Linked DNA regions of Sus scrofa: region 2 is linked to region 1. A link is a contact called in public HiChIP or PLAC-seq data. All regions are on one chromosome and are shown on one strand. Each heading gives the region's core, a stretch centred on a gene start, on an enhancer-like site or on the middle of the called end of the contact. The rest is flanking DNA. Distances are from core to core; before and after follow the strand shown.

Region 1 (3,044 bases), core at 241-2,740:
GTCAGTTCCAGCATATAAATACCAGTGGCTTTATGTACCAGTTCACGCTCTTCGAGATTCAAGAAAGCCACTTGTTTCTGTGGAAACAGCTATGAAGTGTCAGGGGAAATATCTTGTTCAATAGTTGTTGGGGCTACCCCAGACAATCCCAGCCTATCCCCCCACTACCCCAGATTATCGCGGACGATCCCAGGCTATCCCACACTATTCCAGACAGTCAACTTTTCAGCTCCTTTCTGGCTTGGTAGGTTCTCTAACTAGATTAATAGGGCCCGGGCTCCCCACCAAACACTTTCCCACTCTTCCTAATGATAATGCCTGCCAGACTAGAAGTGACCTTTTGCCAAGACCATCATCTATCCAGCTGGGGAAACCCAAGCTTGGTTTCCTAAGCAGGGAAAAGGTTTGTGGCTTTTCTAGGGTAAAGGGGGGCAGTGCTGCTTCAGGGAACTCACAGCTCCAGTCCCGTGTTAGGGGCCTAAATAGGGGAGAATGGGCAGTTTCTCCTCCCTGGACTTTTGAGCTATGGGCCCTCCTTGATTGTGCTCAGAGATGCCTGCTGCTTGACACCCATTATGGTTGAAAACATGTTTGTAGTTAATCCTCAAGTCAACAGGCTGGTGCACATCTGGGTCGGCCCTTCCCTGTCCCAGTACAGCCTGCTAAGGTGGAAAGTGCGAGAGAGGAGTTTTCACACCTGGTTCGAGTGCCACGTCAGTGCTAACCAGCTAATAACCTCCTGGCAAGTCACCATCCCTCTCCAAGCCCTCATTCCGGGTCCGATGGCTCTGACCGCGGAGCACCCGTCTCCAGAGAGGCAGAGGTACTCCCAACCCTGCTCTCCAGACTGGTGTCAGCCAGACGTCTGAGGCAGGCAGAAACACAGCGAAAGGTGAGAGATGAGTAAAAGGCTTTAGTTTCTATTTTATCACCCATCTGAATCCTCCTCTGAGGATAATTCTAAGAGGAACCTCCAGGAAGCTTGGCAGCCCCTCACTACCACTGACTCTAATTTCAGTTCTCCCTTGCCTTGGGCAAACCACCCCTCAAGCTTTCACGACACTGGTGGGTAACTTGGCGGGCTAGACAATTAGAAACCTCTCTGAAAAGACTGTGGAAGCCATGGATCCTTTCCCTCTCAAAAACTGGACAAAATACAAAATTTTGCACATAATCTCGGGATCTCCTGTCGCGTCTGTCGACCCGACCTGGAACTGAAAAATGCAGAGGTGGGTTTGGGAGTGAGCGAAAAAAGCGAGAGGGAAACGTACAGCAACACTCCGGGACCTGTTTCCCTTCCCCAGCTCACATTCCTCAGCCCCGTTCCCGCTCCCGCCGCCTCCGCTGCCGGCGGAGGCCCTAGTCTCCCGCTCCAACTATTCCAACCATCCTGGGAAGGGTGGGGCGCTCGGCTCTTGGGTCCCCCTGGGTTGCCCCCCCTTCCCCAGCGTCGGTCTCCCCTTCTGCCCCGGTCCCTCCTTTTCTGGGGTCGGGCCAGCCAATGGGCGATGAGACTCCGGGGTTTGGTCTGGGAGCCGGGGAACTCACCGATCCCCCGCCCCACAGTTCTGGCCACCGTCCCGGTGCGCACGGACGTGGCTCGAGTTTCCTCCGCTATCCACTCTCTCCCCTCCTGCTCTTCCTCTTCTCCGGGTCTCCTGTTCCAGCTCCAGCCGGCAGGACCCGCACGGCTCCGGGCAGCCATGGAGGACACCCAGCTCCACATCATCGAGCAGCCGCTTCCCGGGTACTCTGACGCCGGGGACCAGGGGTCCTCCTCCATGGGGGCTCCGGCGGCCGCGGCGGCCGAGGAGCCGTCGGGGGCCGGCTCTGAGGAGCTGATCAAATCGGACCAGGTGAACGGCGTGCTGGTACTGAGCCTTCTGGACAAAATCATCGGCGCCGTCGACCAGATCCAGCTGACCCAAGCCCAGCTGGAAGAGCGGCAGGCGGAGATGGAGGGCGCCGTGCAGAGCATCCAGGGCGAGCTGAGCAAGCTGGGCAAGGCACACGCCACCACCAGCAACACGGTGAGCAAGTTGCTGGAGAAGGTGCGCAAGGTCAGCGTCAACGTGAAGACCGTGCGCGGCAGCCTGGAACTCCAGGCAGGCCAGATCAAGAAGCTGGAGGTCAACGAGGCCGAGCTGCTGCGGCGCCGAAACTTTAAAGTCATGATCTACCAGGTGAGCTGGCGGGCGGACCGCGCCCAGAGGCCCACTTTTCCCCTTACTGGAGCTTGGGGTGGGGGAAGCCGCCCGTGGCGCGGCTCTTCTGCCAGCCTGGCTCCGCTCGGGGGACCCAGCCTTCTTCCGGTGAGGGTTGCAGGGGTGGGGTGCCGTGGGGTGGGTGGCGGGCTCCTGGAGCGCGCAGAGGGGCGCGCTCTGCACTCCGCGCCTCCTCTCTTACCCAGGCCCCTCCCTCCGGTGTCAAATGCGTAGCAGAACTGAGTTAGGGTGCTGGTCTCAGGAACAATGACCCTCGCAGGTAGCTCCCGACCTAGCTCTGTCAAGTCTCCCTATTTGGAGGAAGTTTTGGGGAAAGCCGGGGTGCCTGGCGGACACTGGGGCCCGCTGTAAGCGGACACTGGCCGCGCGGGCCCGAGTTTGGGGCCTCCGGCGCTGCCCGCCCGATATAGCGGGTGATTCAGGGCTCAGGCACGCACTGCGGGGGCTGCGCCAGGAGAGGGACGCGACTGCCAGCACGCCCCCGCGGACCCTTCGCCCACGCATCAGCCTCGGCTGCCTACGCCGTCCCCGCGCTGCATCTGCTCCCGCCTCCTGGCCTCTTCGCACTTTCAGCCCTTGGAGGCACCCTAACCCAGGGCGCCCCGTACCCTTGGCCTCTTGGAAGCAATCGACGGGAGCGTGGTGTGAGGAGTGCTAGAGGGGCTGGAGGGGGGGGGGGCGGCCCCGGCGGCCCGAGATCTGGGCGCGGTGAATCACCCCGCATAACTGCGGGGGCTGCAGAGGCGCAGGGGACAGGCAGCTGGAGGCTGGCACGCCCCAGGCTCCGCCCAGCCATCTTGTTGCTTCCTCTGTACCTTT
Region 2 (3,044 bases), core at 399-2,898, 190 kb after region 1:
TCTTCATTATCCTTTCATTTGTTGATGGGCATTTAGGTGGCTTCCATGTGTTGTCTATTGTAAACAGTGCTGCTGTGAACATTGGGGCGCATGTATCATTTTGAATTAGAGTTTTCTCCAGACGTATGCCCAGGAGTGGGATTGCGAGATCATATGACAACTCTATTTTTAGTTTTTTAAGGAACATCCATACTGTCCGCAGTGGCTGCACCACTTTACCTTCCCACCAACAGTATAGGAGATGGCTCCCTTTTCTTCACACCCTCCCCATTATGCTGCTTTAATATAAATACATACTTGTGGGAATTAATTCTACAGATATATTTGCGAATGTGCCAAGTGACATGAATAGGCTGCAGCACTGTTTGTAGTAGCCAAAGACTGGAGACTCGTGCGCAGATGTCCCCCTGCGAGGTTAAATATATTATTATTCCTCCATAGTGTAGAATAATGAGCAGCCTCGAAAGAAAATTTTATGTGCTGAGGCCTCTCAGATAAAATATTAAGTGAAAAAAAAAAAAAAGATGCAAGATGTGGGTTCTATATATTAAAAAAGGGGAAATGTATACATATTTGCCAGCATGTAAAGAATATCTTTGGAGGTATACCCAGTAAACTAGATTACAAGATTTAGGAAAGGAACTAGATTGCTGATGGACAGAGAAGGGAAATGACTTCACTGTAGGCCCTTCTGTGCTTTTGAAATTTTATATCATGTGGAGAAATTGCCTATTCCAAAAAAAAGTTACAATAATTAAAATGAAATACCGTGGCTGAATGGGATGAAAAGCCATTTATTAAAAATTCACATTCTGGAGTTCCCATCGTGGCGCAGTGGTTAACGAATCCAACTGGGAACCATGAGGTTGCGGGTTCGGTCCCTGCCCTTGCTCAGTGGGTTAAGGATCCGGCATTGCTGTGAGCTGTGGTGTAGGTTGCAGACGCGGCTTGGATCCCACGTTGCTGTGGCTCTGGCACGTAGGCTGGCGGCTACAGCTCCGATTCGACCCCTAGCCTGGGAACCTCCATATGCCACGGGAGCGGCCCAAAGAAATAGCAAAAAGACAAAAAAAAAAAAAAAATTCACATTCTAACCTGTTTTGCAGTAAAGTTGTCAGAGCACAGTTTCCACTCTTCCATAGTAAGTCCTTTCACTTTGAGCTGGAGTTCTTGGCAGAAGGGGTCAAGGGCACGGATGACGGTTGCGCACCCACATATGAACACACACATTCTCTCTCTGCACCTAGAGAACCAGTCTTGTGGATTTGTACTCCCTTTGAGTTTATAGTGTCAGAGTCAGACTTTGGTCATGTTTTGTCTCCGTGACCATGAGAGCATGGGATCAGACAGTATGTCCAGCAGCTCTTTTACGGAACAGCACTGATAGCTTCCAAGTGGCATGTGAAGACAGTGAGATGGAACCTTCTCAATGTCCCAGAACCGCAAACCCCGCGAAGGTTTGAGTTTAGCCCCACGCTCAGCCAGACAAGTGTTTGCAACTCCATCCCCTCCTCAGTGGTTTTCTTTTTCGGGCTGAGGGGATAAATCCTGCAGGTGTTTTCTCCTAAGGTTCTGGCTTCTCTCCCCTTCACCCCACCCCCGCAGGGCAGGGTGCCCTTTGCGGTGCCTGACAAAGTCCTGTGGCCGCAGCTGTGCGAGGCGCTCAACATGAAATTCAAGGCCGAGGTGCAGAGCAACCGGGGCCTGACCAAGGAGAACCTCGTGTTCCTGGCGCAGAAGCTCTTCAACAGCAGCAGCAGCCATCTGGAGGACTACAGCGGCATGTCTGTGTCCTGGTCCCAGTTCAACAGGGTGAGGGCCCCCGCCTGCTGCAATCAGATCAGCCCCTCCAGGCCAGACCCCTCGGGAGCATCCCTGCCCCGGGCCCCCGTTCCTCATGCCTCTAATACACCATGCCCACGGTAATAGGAAGCCTCTGAAAGCCACATGCTTTGTGTGTGTGTGTGTAGAAAATTTTGTGCTTGAATATTTAAGCAAACGGCTTTGCATGCATTTTCTTCCTTTGTAAAGGAAACAGCAAAGCAAATGATCACATAACTCATGAGAAGTAAAGCTTTGGTGATGCTCAGAACTCCATGGCTCAGTCCCCTTGACTCTCTGAGGCTCCTTGAGTGTAATGCAAAGTCAGACTCCCATGGGGCCCTCAGCCCTCAAAAGAGGGTGCCAATGAAGGCCACATTTCCTCTAGCCTCAGGCAGTTCAGATGCCACCTGTCACATCTTCGATTTTAAATTGAACGTTTGTGTCTTTGCATCCATGGCCACCCCCGTGTTTTAAGTGCCCCAGTTCAAAGATCTCATAGTCTCTGAGTCTAACTCTTTTAAATGGCTGTGTGTTAACCAGCTAGCCAACAGGTTTGCTGGTAGTCAGAGGAGGTTCGATAGGGGAAGCAGGAGGCCTTGGTAGTCTGTCTTTTCCGTTGCAGAATCATGCCTTCCAGCAGAATCAGATAACTGCACTTTGCTGATAATTATTGCAGCAGCTGTATGATGGCGTGTTCTCTGTGGCCTCACAGTGTGATCTAGTCCAGTTCAAATTTACACATCACCTGGGCAGCTTGTTAAGGCGCAGGCTCAGCTTCAGCAGGTCTGAAATGGGGCTTGATATTTTGCGTTTCCCAGAGGCTCCCTGGCAACGCTGCCGCTGCGGGTCACAGACCACACATCAAAAACAGTAAAGGAGGGGGCCCAGTCTTTAGGGCCTTAGCCTCCTGTGACCCTCTTATGCCTGTCAAAGCAATAAAGCTATTCTTTTCTCCTTTGCTCCGCCCCCCCCCCCCAAAAGCAAAGAACAAGTCAGTCCAGATGCAGGGGCAAGTGTTTGTAGCCGAGATCCACGGACTGTTGGTAACTGCTCTGTGGTATTTCCCCCTTCTTCTGTCTTTTCCTCTCTATCCTGGTTTTTTTTTTTTTTTTGGTTGTAGGACCACTTGATCAAACTCAGGCAGGCGTGTATATTTCTATGATTCTGACAGTGTAGATGTTATTTTCCCTTTAATTTCACCAGTTAAAGTCTATACGGGT

The links. HiChIP or PLAC-seq counts read pairs in DNA pulled down with a chosen protein or histone mark.
Region 2: an H3K27ac HiChIP or PLAC-seq map of skeletal muscle shows a contact between it and region 1. The contact joins two enhancer-like sites. A contact is called at or near these places in 1 of 5 promoter capture datasets (fetal liver), 7 of 47 Hi-C or Micro-C datasets (alveolar macrophages, blood, embryonic fibroblasts and 3 more) and 1 of 2 datasets of contacts at active chromatin or transcription factors (skeletal muscle).

The regions. Positions count from the first base shown.
Region 1 is chr12:20,374,216-20,377,259 of Sscrofa11.1, forward strand. CAVIN1 (polymerase I and transcript release factor) reads left to right here. Exons shown (of 2, transcript XM_021066983.1): 1 at 1-2,183. The coding sequence starts at 1,509. Among named protein-coding and RNA genes, the nearest start is that of CAVIN1, 3.3 kb to the left of the region's middle. Within about 2 kb of position 1,491, at least 53 of the 83 cell types and tissues checked have an H3K27ac peak or open chromatin away from gene starts, as enhancers often do. A contact at or near this core is called in skeletal muscle, where this site is marked.
Region 2 is chr12:20,561,358-20,564,401 of Sscrofa11.1, forward strand. It overlaps STAT5B (signal transducer and activator of transcription 5B), which reads left to right. Exons shown (of 18, transcript NM_214168.1): 12 at 1,606-1,812. Among named protein-coding and RNA genes, the nearest start is that of STAT5B, 18 kb to the left of the region's middle. Within about 2 kb of position 1,649, at least 2 of the 83 cell types and tissues checked have an H3K27ac peak or open chromatin away from gene starts, as enhancers often do. A contact at or near this core is called in skeletal muscle, where this site is marked.